2 separate regions of the Anas platyrhynchos genome follow, and region 1 is linked to region 2. The links are chromatin contacts, called in public Hi-C maps. All regions are on one chromosome and are shown on one strand. The core of a region is the stretch at or near the end of the contact, and the rest is flanking DNA. Distances in the headings are between cores, read along the strand shown. Region 1 holds the start of THOC1 (THO complex subunit 1). Region 2 holds the start of CLUL1 (clusterin like 1).

Region 1 (6,152 bases), core at 3,230-5,729, 160 kb after region 2:
AGAGCTGTATTTAACTAAATACTGGCAAGAACTGTCAAAAAGAGGATGACAAGAGAGAGGGAATGAGTTTCAGTAGTGCAATCCACAGGGTCTGAATCTGCAAAAATAGTATCACTTTTCAGCTGCGCAATCACAAAACAACGTGGTATTTCAGAATTTATACCAACAACATGTAAAAGAAGTAACTCTAGGCACATGTGGTACAGAAACATAGGTAAGTGGTCTAGAAAATGCCTTCCTGCATTCTTTCATAACTGAGGCTGAAATTATGAGGCACTTATGAATGAAATTAAAAAGGTCCATACCAGAGTATGCTCAAAATGAGACAGATTTTCCAAGGAAATTCTAGCTACAAATGTCAGGCTAGTCCAAGTCCTCTGCTGAACTTACAGTAGTTTTATTAGGTTATAATCCAAAAGATATTACTGACTGAGGGAATGAGCTGCTGATACCACGATTATTGTGAATAGCAGCCAGATGTGTGACACCTCGCTTTTGAAAAAAGCCAGATTTCTGTAGTATTAGTGGCACGGAGATATAAAGTTCAGTAAATTCTTTTGGCAACAAAAATGACACACGTTCTCTGCACTGAAATATAAATATATGGAAACCACTTTCGCAAACTGAGACTCAAGACACACAGATGATGATGATAAATAAGCCAAATTCAAGGAAGACTATTAAAGATAGCAAACAATACTACTTTAAAACATTTAATGGACATTTATTCTGCAGATTAATAATTATGTAAAAAAAAAAAAAAGTATGTTAATAATTATTATGATGAAAATAAAATGTAAAGAAATAGTTTTAGAAATGGACCAAAAACTAGTCAACAAGAATAAATTCCTCTCTGTTTTCCTATCTTACCATGCAGAATGAGTGACAAACAAGAGTGCAATTCAGCTCCAGTTTGGGGGGCAATTGCAAGTATCTAGCTACTGTGAGTTGTCTAGTCATCATCTCTGGTTAGAACAGGACAGTTTATTTGTATCGGGGTCAATGCAGTTGTTGGACTCAAGTTTGGGCAGAACCTACCCACAAGCACCTTTAGCATGCTGCAGGAGCATCACTCCATGCTGTCAGCTTTCCCTGACTCCCATTTTTATTCTACTGTAAGGTCAAACCCTGGTCTTGAGCATTAAGGCCGTTAATGGGTCAGCTCACTTCCATTTATGACCATATTTCACCTACATACAGAGTGGCACTATTCTTGGACAGCTGTGCTAGTAAGTCCCATGTCCCAGATGAAAGACAAGAGTGAAACACTAAAACAGAAGGGTCACATGTGGAACAGACTTCTAGGTGAGTCCAGAAAAACGAAGCCTTTCTAGATATCCTGAACAAGTTATTTGAAGTGATTTTTTTGTGCTGTAACTATGATGATAGAATAGGATCACATGGCATATATTCTCCGGCGATTTATTCAGGAAATTGTGTAGAAAAATAGAAAGAATTACATGCAGTGGAATATTATCAAGAGATTTAGAAATATAAAAGTTGTGTGTATGCTCTGGAGAAAATTATTGCATACTAATAAAATGTAGAAAGATTCTCTGCTAAGCACTTTTTAAAAATGTAACTTAAATTTTCCTGAGGGGCTATTTTCTTTTTTGTTTCTCCCTCATCGGTCTATTAGTTGTATCTCAGTCAGTAACAAACTAAAGTGGCTGGCAGGATGCCACCTAAAAACTAACTACCCAAGGTAATACAGCTTGTGTATTCTGGTGTTCATTCATTGTTTTGAAGATGAAAGACTCTGTCTTGTGCAACTTCCCATGACTGGTTCAGGAATACCAGGTAAGCTACTTAAACCAGGCTAATAAGGGAATGTATCCATTTTTCGTGCTGATCCTTGCGCACTGAATGTTGGGTGTTCTTGTCCAGGGAATAAAAGTGTTGAAAAGAAGAGCTCCTTGAGCACAAGGAAGGGCAACCAAGGAGGGAGAACTAAACACCGAGCACTACTGCCACCAGAGACAGAGGCTTCAGAGGCTTCTGACTATGTTGTTCTGCAGGAATGTTAGCAGAAGTTAAAATAGAAACCCAGTTTGGTCTTGGAAAAGGATTGTATCCAGAAAAATAGTGTCTGGTTTAGGTGAAGCTTTTTGTAATTTCAACTACACAACCTATTGACATAAGGTAATGCGATCTCTGTTCTATCAATTGCCCTCTGAGCAGAGAGATGTTCTGAGATACTGGTTTTGTTAATGGCTTTCTTCCAACTGGACTTTCAGCTGGAAATAGGTTTTAATTCTGGGCTGAAAACTGATTTGGCTTGTACTAGTTTTAAAGAAAGTAGTGTTAACTCTTTTCTTCCCCCCTTAGCTTTCTACCTAGTACATACCAGAAGACAGCCTACATGATGGTGTACATTTCTAACATATTGCTAGTCAATTTAGGACGTTGACTCCTCTTCATGTTTTAATTTGTTACTGCCTTTACTGCTCCACTGAGTTTCTGATCCCCAAAGCAGAGCAATTTTATCTGCCAGCCCAGGGCATTGTTTGGCATCTGTGCTGGAATGGTGGAAGATGCCTTTAAACCATCAGTTGTCAGTGTCTGTGCTATGGCAAAGCCAAGTGGCAAGCAGAAATGTCATGCTGCTGACTTTGCTGTGGGAAGAGTAGTCTCTCATAACTGCTGGAGCACAAACATCTTCAATCACAGCAGCCAGCTTGCTGGACTCTTGTCAATAGCCCAATACGAGTACTAACAGCTCAGGGTCAGTGCCTGCTCTGCACAAGATCTATAGGAAAGTGACAAATAGCATCCTAAACAGAGGAAAAAATCATGGCCTGTATCAAGCAAAAAATGGCTATTAAGTCAAAATAGTAATATTTTTCTTCTTCTTTATCTGTTCCTACACCAAGAAAAAAAAAAATCTATGCTGTACTCACTACCAAGTTACATTGTACTTCAGGCTGGCAGCCCTCTATAACATCAGCCTTGGCTGAAGGAATATTTATATTCTACAAAGACACCATTTACTTTGTCAGTATCTCCTTAGGACACTTGCAAATGGCTTTCTACTGTTCTTGTAAAAGTATAAATGCTTTTTTTTACCCTATTCAGAGAGCTCTTTGTTTCTCTTTCATACAGCTCTGGAGGTGGGGGACAACATCAGAATAATCTCAACATAATACAGTGCCTTATTCATCTGAAAATGTGTTTTAATTTATCAAAATAAGAGATGAGAAATATCAGAAAGACGTTGCAGAAAGCCAAGCAAACTTTCTTGCAAGCCTGAATGGGTAATATTCAGTATGTCTCACAGCGTATGCAGGTGACGCATTCCAAATGATTAATCATGCCTATATTCAATGTTATGAAGCCCTTTCCCCCCACGGTTTTGAAATGAATTGAAACGACCCTGAATTTTTTTTTTTAAGGAAGTGTCACACATTGATTTCATTTATAGACGAAGGGCCAAACCTACAGCTGGCACTGCCACCAGAACCAGGCGTCCATCCGCACCTCTGTTTTCTGGGTAAACGCTTCCCTCTGCCGGCAGAAAAGCGAACGAGCCACACAATAAAACAGGCTTCTAGATGATCTCTGAGGTTTTTAATATTTGCTTTTAGAATAGTGAATGCAATTAATAAAATGCAAATAATTACTTGCATTTTCCAGAAGCAGGAAAAAAAAAAAAAAAAAAAAAAAAAAAAGGTATCCTAGTTTTTCCTGCCTACATAAAAGGAATCGGGCAGCACCTGTACTTTTCAACCAGGTACTGAACTGTGTGCCTGGGAGACCTGGGAAAGTGCCCTGGGGCTCTGCTTTCTTTGAGGTGTCTGAATTATTATAATTATAGATCTAGAGAATGGCTTGGGGTGGAAGGGACCTCAAAGATCACCCAGTGCCAGCTCCCTGCCATGGGCAGGGGCGCCAACCACTAAATCAGGTTGCTCTGGTCCCCATCCAGCCTGGCCTTGGACACCTCCAGGGATGGGGCACCCACAGCTTCTCTGGGCAGCCTGTGCCAGCGCCTCACCACCCTCGAAGTTCAAAACAATATCAAAGTTCAGTAACTGCGACACTTTCGTTCCCAGACACTCACATTTTCTGAGAGACATTTAGAAGATGTGTAAGCCAGTGTGTTCTAACATGTTACTTCAGTAATGTGCTACATCAGGAATAGCGCTTAAATTCCACGTCCAGGTCAAGACCTCCTGAGCTATATGCTGTATGAACAGTACATTGCTGTATACGCTGTATGAACAGTATATTGATTTTCTGGGCATAAAAATAAATAAATAAATAAATGTTGTGTTGTTGCTGAAATAATGATGGACAAATTTTTAAAATAGGGAGCTGTATTTGACACTGGCAGGCAGAAGAGGCGAAGGTCTTCGGAGCTGCTAGACGCAGGTCTTTCCCTTCCACCTGCACAACCCAAAGAAACAGAAATTAAAACACGGGGTAGGTAAAAAGCAGCTTTTTTTTTTTTTCCACAATGAGGGCGTTGGGGGGGGGGGGGAGCAGCGCCTCACTAACGGCCCGCCCTCAGCGCCAACGGCCGCCCGGCCGCCATCGCGTCATCGCGGAGCGCCGCGGGCCGGAGCCCAACCATGTCGCCGCCGCTCTTCAGCCTGCCCGAGGCGCGGCTCCGCTTCACCGTGAGCAGCCCGGGGGGCACCGGGGAGACGGGGACGGGGCCGGGGGGACGCGCGGCTGCCGCCATCTCGCGCTGGGCCGTGCTGAGGGGGGCCGCGCCTGGCTGCGGGGAGGGCCCGGCTGGGTGCTGAGGTGCCCGTAAGGCGCCGCGAAAAGCGGGGAGTGGGGCTCGCACCCCCATCCCAAACCGCCCCAAATCCCCCTGCTGAGAGGGGGAGGCTGTGGGGGGCTTGGGAGTGTGGTAGGCGCAGCAGCGGGCACAGCGCAGCGCGCCCCTTTGTGCTTCGCTTCCACCATGCAGCCCTCGGGTGTGAGGCGTGATCTGCTACCTCACATGCCTAATTTGCTACATATTTCGTGTTATTTACCCGATTTGTTTCCAAAGACTCCTTGGTAAGTCGCTACGTGGTGTGTGTTTACATGTAAATCAGTACGCGGGGTGCAGTACACGCGGTTCCCTCGCATTTCTGACCATCAGGTGGCAGAAAACAAAAGTGATCTGGCAGAAACAACCTTGGTACCATTCCAGCTTCATACTGCCCTTGTAACTTTTGTCTGTTCACACTTTGATAGTCTTCTACCAGAGAGGCCCTGCATAACAAAACTATCAAACCGCTGCTGAACGCATTTAACCAGATTCCTGGGAGGTAAGTGGCTGCCACTGGCTTTAAAAGGTGCCCGTTTCCAGATCTTTTTTGTGTGTTCCTAATAATAACGTTATTAACTGATGTGGGGTGTTTGCGTTTGCAGTGAAAATGAAAAGAAGTGTACCTTGGATCAAGCTTTTAGAGTTATTGTAGAAGAAGAAATAGTAAGTACTTCAAACTGCTAAGGCATGTTTTTTAGTATAAATCCAACTTTAATCCACTAGTTAGGATATTAGTTTAACAGCAGCTTATTGCAGTATTGGGAAATACTGGTTATTTAAAAAAAAACAGTCTGAAAATTTGAGTTCATAAATACAGATTATTCTGCATTATACTTCAAGAGTAGGGTGGAGTGGGTCATCTGTTACTAGCATGTAACAAAGTTGCCTGACGGTAAACAAAAGGAAACAGAGGATGTTTTTGTTAGTATTACTTGAGTGTAGGTGGAATGGAGGGTAGTTATATTCAGAGGTGAATGACACAGTCTGCAGAGTAAATATTGTAGGGTCTTCAAAAGCTGTAACTGGTCAAGAAGTGTTGTTCATTCATTAAATCTGTATACAGTTAACTGATGGGTCTGATGTAACAGGTTGAAATTTCAATGTCAATATCTGTTATAAATACCCCTGCTTGGAAACAAGAATTTTGGTTTCATTAAATATATTAAAGTCAGAATAAAGAAGTTTAAAACTGTTCTTTTTGCTTAGATAAATAAAGCTCCATGTGAAAATCTCCTGGCAATTATTTCTCTTGCTATTAATGGAGTCACAGAAGGTGAGCATCTTTTTTCAAATCTATTGGCAGTTTGGGGGGCTTTAGGGTTGTTTCAGATTTTAATACCTTGATTTTTGTAAGTTGTATTCAGCAGTTGGCTTTGATAATATGCGG
Region 2 (5,729 bases), core at 174-2,673:
AGTTTCTCACTCGATTGTTCTTATTTCCCCATTGTGTGTGTGTGGATGCTTTGTTTCAGCAAAATTCAGCTATATCACAGTTTCTAAGCTCCACACATGAAAACAGATCTCTTGACTGCAATGAGCATGGAAGTCAAAGAGCACCAGGGCAAGCCTGAATGGAGACCTGGGCCCAGAGACTTCCAGCACACCCCCCCATAAGAAATGCATACATACTCTTGAGGCTTTCCCGGAGATTTGTTTCCTCCTGCCTTGTCGGTGCACACTGGTGACCATTCAGACAGAGCACATATATTAGAAATACCCAAGAGGACTTCATGGTCTTTCTGTTAAAAAAGCAGGTTGATAAAGTTAGATGTAAGGATCTTTGTGATGGCCAAATGCCTAGGTAATTTTTACTAAGCATAATACAAGTCCCTTTATTTTTGTCTCTGACTCTCTAAGCATGGTTTCTCAGATCTGTAATATACTCCTACTGTTAGTAAAAACACATGAGTAAAAAGGTGACCTCATTCGTACTCTATTTATTCATACTAATAGATCAATTCCACTGAGTTTACACAGTGGTGTAATAGAACCAGGACACAAAAAATATAAAACTGGAAGATTATGAAGCTCAGTCTGTCTCTTTTCTCTTACACTAAAAGCTTTTTACTCTTTTTATTGTTAGTTCATGTTATACACGAATCCATGCTAAACATTATTGCTAGGTTTTGAAAAGGAAATTTCTAGAATATTGTTCCCCTCCTTATCTCCAAATTTGTGACCGCTTTCATTGTCCTTCAGGATAATACTTAAAATAGCAAAGGCAGTAATAGGTGTGCTAAGAAGCTGGCAATTAGATCATTTTTATAAGTAAACACGGCAGCAATTGAAATAAATTCCTACAAAAAAAAAAAAAAAAAAAAAAAAAAAAAGACTTTTGCTTTATTTCCCTCCCAAAAAAAGTTACATGAGAAAGGTTTATTTTTTAGAAACCATGCAACTACAATTTATAGTCCTCATCTCATAAGGTAAACATGGTGTTTACGTTCCTTCTTGTTAGGCAGTGCAGCCTTCTGGAAGATGCAATTATCAGCTGCAAGTGCATATGTAAATGAAGAGCTGGGATTTATCTATATCCTGGATTTACTTCTACAGTCACTTGCACATTTTACCTTTACATTTATAATGAAATACCGATTAACTTTGCAAAGAAATACAAACCCACTGCCAAAGGAAAGTTAAAAACCAGCATATTTACCATTAATACTGAAACGCGTCCTCTGAAAAATTGCTGCCCGCGTCAGGAAGGGCTGGGGCTGTGCTCTGATCTAATTGCTCAGAGTGACAGGGATTTTGCCATGTTCGACTTATCTGATGACAAGGTACTTAATCCTATTAATGGGACATATTGTCATTAGGCTGGGGGGAGGTTGCTTGTATGGGACTTCGTGCTCAGCCGTGTGGGCAAAACCACTAGGGGGAGTGTTGGATAGAATTACATAATTGAACGCGATACGGATCTGTTATTTTTCGGTAGTCCTCTCTTTACAGCTTGTCAGTCATCTTGCTTCTTACCTTAGGAGACATCTGCAGTTTATGTTCTTAGTGAAATTATTACAATTAGCTTGGCTAAAAATAGCTTCCAACATTTAATCTCTTCAGCTATAAAAAACATTGAATTGCGTCACTGCTTTCTTCATATACATTCTGAAGATACAAAAGTTGAAAGAATTAGGGAATCCAGGTGCAGCCTGGCATATGAGTAGAGTCTGAGATGAAATAAGCAAATCTTGGCATTTTGTACATCATTATTCTTGATGATGTTTGGGCTTTTTGCCCCCTTAATGATTTTCTTCAGTAAACCCATGTGTCTGAAGTACATCTGGGATCCGAGCAGCATGAAGTTTTAGATACTTTGAAATGAGATACTTAAATGCTAGCAGATGCTTGATATAAAATATGCACAAGTGTTGTTGGCAGGTAGTATCGCACCTGTGATGTTCACCAGCAGTACTCCGTTGAAGACAAAGAGGGGACAATGAAAGTAGGTGTATGTGGCTAGTGGTCCATAACATCAGTTTTTAATACATCCCTTTTGTTTGTTTGTTTACCTTGTAGTTCATAAGAGTCAACTGGTGATTGATGGTCAAGGCCCAGGAAGACTAGTGCTGCTTAGGCAAGGGACTTGTTTTTTTATTATTATTACTACTTAAAACATGTCAGGAAGAATGGAGAACCCGTTAGCTTTTAATGGGAAATGCAAGTCCTCGACTTGCATTACATATTCAGATAGCTCCACTCTTATTTTCTGAAAATGGTGGAGGGAAGGGGAATTCATTTTTTGTTTTAATATATATGAACTGCTGGTTCACTGAAATACTGCTGACTTCTTGACCAAGATTCATCATTGTACAAAATATTTCAAATTATCTTTTGTGACTATACCAAGCAAGCAGCCTTGAAGGACTTGCAGTCCCCTGCCAGGAGCAGCCTGACTCAATGCAGAGAAAACTGTACTTGATCTAGAGTAAAAATGGCAGCCCAACACATCACCCAAAGTTCACAGCAATTTGCAAGAAAGCAGCCAGCCTCAGACCCATGGGGAGGGAGACCAGCACCCCTGCCAAAGTGTGCAGATGCTGGAGGCTGCCTCAGGCACCGACTCCATGTCTTGTTTTCAGAATTGCTCTTCTTCTGACCGCCCATGTGGGTCCACAGTCAAACACATCCATGCACCTTGCAATGCTAGTCCTTAAGGGAAATAAGCTAAGGTTGAGACATGAAGCCTCATGCATGTCAGGAACTTTTTTCTCAATACAGTTGATTTTGAACATTGTGAAGTGTGTTGCATCACCCTAGGTGTTATTCTTCATGTCGTATTACACCCACTATGTAAGCAAACGGAAATAGGCATTATTATATAGATTTATTCATTAAAAAAAATAAAAAATAATAATTAAAAAAAAATCCCGATTCTTTGCTCCAATATTATTTTTTATATATTTGGTGGTTGAAATAGGAGGTGTAAGAAACCTAGGAAATTTCAACCTGAAGACAAAATTATCTATAGCTATTATACCTGTTAAAGTTAATCTTGGACTTATATTTAATCTTTCAAGTGCACTTGGGAACCCAACACTCTGTTCTTGAAAGGTAATTACTGGTAGTGCTCACTCTGGAAATCATTTCTCTCACATTTTCATTTTGAATTAAATTAAACAGAAATCTCCAAAATTATAACTTCAGGTTACATATCAAATATCCATTCTATTTTCTTTTAATGTTTCAAATCTGTCTTGTATGGACCCATTGTGGATATCTCCAATTTTTATATCAGCTGCCATATTCAACTGTTTCCTCTTAATGTGTTCTTCTAAATTTGAGTAATTCAATCACCAATAGTGTGCCATGTCACCACATTATGGTACTGACATGACTATTTTTTCACAAGCTAATACAAGCAGATGATTCAGAGCTTACTGCTGTGGCTGCAAATTAAGATATAGTCTTTTAACAGCTTCTCATGCTGGACACAATCTGAAGAAGCCTTTGTGAGCAAAAGTCTCTTTCTCCCCAGACCAACTGTTATTCACATACTGCTGTAAATTTACTGAAAGTAATAAGTATATATTGGGGAAAAAAAAAAAAAAAAAAAAAAAAAAAAAAAAAGGAAATACTTGAAAAGGGATTTGCAGAAAAACAGGTCTTTTGCAAGAATCTGATAAATTTAAACTGAAATAATTCCAATGATTCAGATCAACATTAAACTTGAACCTAACTGAACTTTAGCAATGGGAGTTGTAGCTGATTTTTGGAGTTGCCTTCTGTCCTACTGGATGACCTCCACAAATGTATAACATTTTTTTACAGTGTACTGTGACTTCTCCCTTTTTGTTGATCCATTCCACCTGGCAGGATTAAGAATCAAGAAATATGTTGAAATGGAATTTCCTGTGTTATACATTAGCTGTGGGATTTTGTTCCGGTTTTGTATTTATACAATTATTTGCTGTTTGGAAGAGTTGTTTTCTACTATATATTTTCACATTTATGCCTGAGATAGGCCAGTCATTTAATGATCGTGCTGAAAGTATGTTTACTTGCTTTCAGTCTTCACGAGGCATGCAAAGTGCTATACATCGACATTAATTCTCTTGATACTTCTATGGAATAGTCCCCAGTTCTACCAAATCTTAATTAGCTTTATTTGTAAGCACACCATTAGTTCCACTGCTTTCAATTGACATTAAATCCTACTGGGGGCCTATTGTCTGATTACATGCCTAATCTAAAGCACGCACAATGCTTTGCTAGCAGTTGGTATGGTTTTAAGGCTATAGGAATTGAAGTTTTTATTTTGTTTTGTTCTGGTCTTAATGCTTTCCAGTAATTCAGGAGCCCCTAAGTGGTTTCCACTTTCTCCTGTCATTCAGAGGCCATGGGAGCCCTCCTTCAGTCTGACTTTGAGCTTTACCTGAGTAGTTGAAGTTAGGAAACAAGGCTCCTTCTTTAGCCAGGAGAGAGAGATGCTCTCACTCATGCTGGAAGGACTAAGGAGCTGAGGCTACCCTAAGTTACATAGCTGGAGTTAGACTAAGCTACATATCTTGTAAAAAGAAATATCACCTCAGGCCTCAAAAGTGGCACAGCTGTGTTAGCATGACAGTATCTCAAAGTTCACGAGCCTGCCGATGTGATTGCCCTGTCTGGAGGAGGGTCAGGCAAGGCCACATCAAGGCCCTTCACTGTGCTCCACGCAAACACGAAAACAGCTGAAGGCATGAAATCAGAATGCATAGCTTAGTGCATCACTAATTAATGTGTCTTTATTTGAAACTATTAAGCTTTTGATGTCAGAGGAACCATCTTCAGCAGTTTTGATGTGTTTTAAAATGTGTAAGACTTCTGATTTACTTTTGCTTGTCTATCCATGGACATTCAGGAAGACTATTAGGTGTGGAAAAAAATCTTCCACTTCACTGCCGAATTTTTTTCACAAACACTCCAGGCCTTTGACACAAAGCTCTAAATGCCAGTCCCAGCAGTAAAGGGACATCTGCTGTTCACAGAGTTGTGCAAAGTTTCTTAACGTCTAATCCAAAGACTCTACACAGAAAGGAGGGACCAGTAAGTGATAGCAAGATACTGAACACTGTATTTGGGAAGACAAAAGTATGAAATAAAGGGATTTAAATACTTCTACGGACCGGAGAATGAAAGCTTTAGAGTTGAATGTAAGATGGTATGAAGCTGAAACATAAAAATGATGTGGTTGTCTTCAGAATTTGTGCTTGAGATATCAGCTAACTATTGAACTTGGAGTAGCACTATTACTGGTGTTATGTTATCAGCAGGAGATATCAAAGTCGGTGTAAGGATAACAAAATGAGTTAGAAACAATTTATTATAAACCTGTGAAGCTAATCTGCATGGTACAGTTACACAAACAGATTTCAGGAAGCATTTAATATTAAAATGCTGAAGTTTTCAACCAGATGTTTTGCAAGGATTTAGTTTCAAGCTTCCCTAGGAACATTAAAACAAAAAAGTTTTATTGCATGCAGACATGTAATATATCAGCTTTCAGCCTGCAACTGAAAGGAACAGGGTTCCTCGTGTGTTTTCATCTGGTTTGCTTAAGCATATCTTCATCATACAGTTCTGTATCAGCTAGTTAAAGGGCGGTTGCTTGTTGGAAACAATTCTGGGGTTTAATGAAATTAAGATGAATGAATTATCAGTGC

Evidence for each region. A called contact is a pair of places that touch in the nucleus more often than the background predicts.
Region 1: a Hi-C map of subcutaneous adipose tissue shows a contact between it and region 2, with 4 times the contacts expected there. The contact joins the promoter of THOC1 here to the promoter of CLUL1 in region 2. A contact is called at or near these places in 6 of 8 Hi-C or Micro-C datasets (F1 follicle, F5 follicle, liver and 2 more).

The regions. Positions count from the first base shown.
Region 1 is chr2:54,085,528-54,091,679 of IASCAAS_PekinDuck_T2T, forward strand. THOC1 (THO complex subunit 1) reads left to right here and starts at 4,480. Exons shown (of 22, transcript XM_027451976.3): 1 at 4,480-4,619; 2 at 5,191-5,264; 3 at 5,368-5,428; 4 at 5,972-6,038. The coding sequence starts at 4,572.
Region 2 is chr2:53,930,160-53,935,888 of IASCAAS_PekinDuck_T2T, forward strand. CLUL1 (clusterin like 1) reads right to left here and starts at 1,424. Exons shown (of 9, transcript XM_072034772.1): 1 at 1,244-1,424; 2 at 217-326. The coding sequence starts at 319.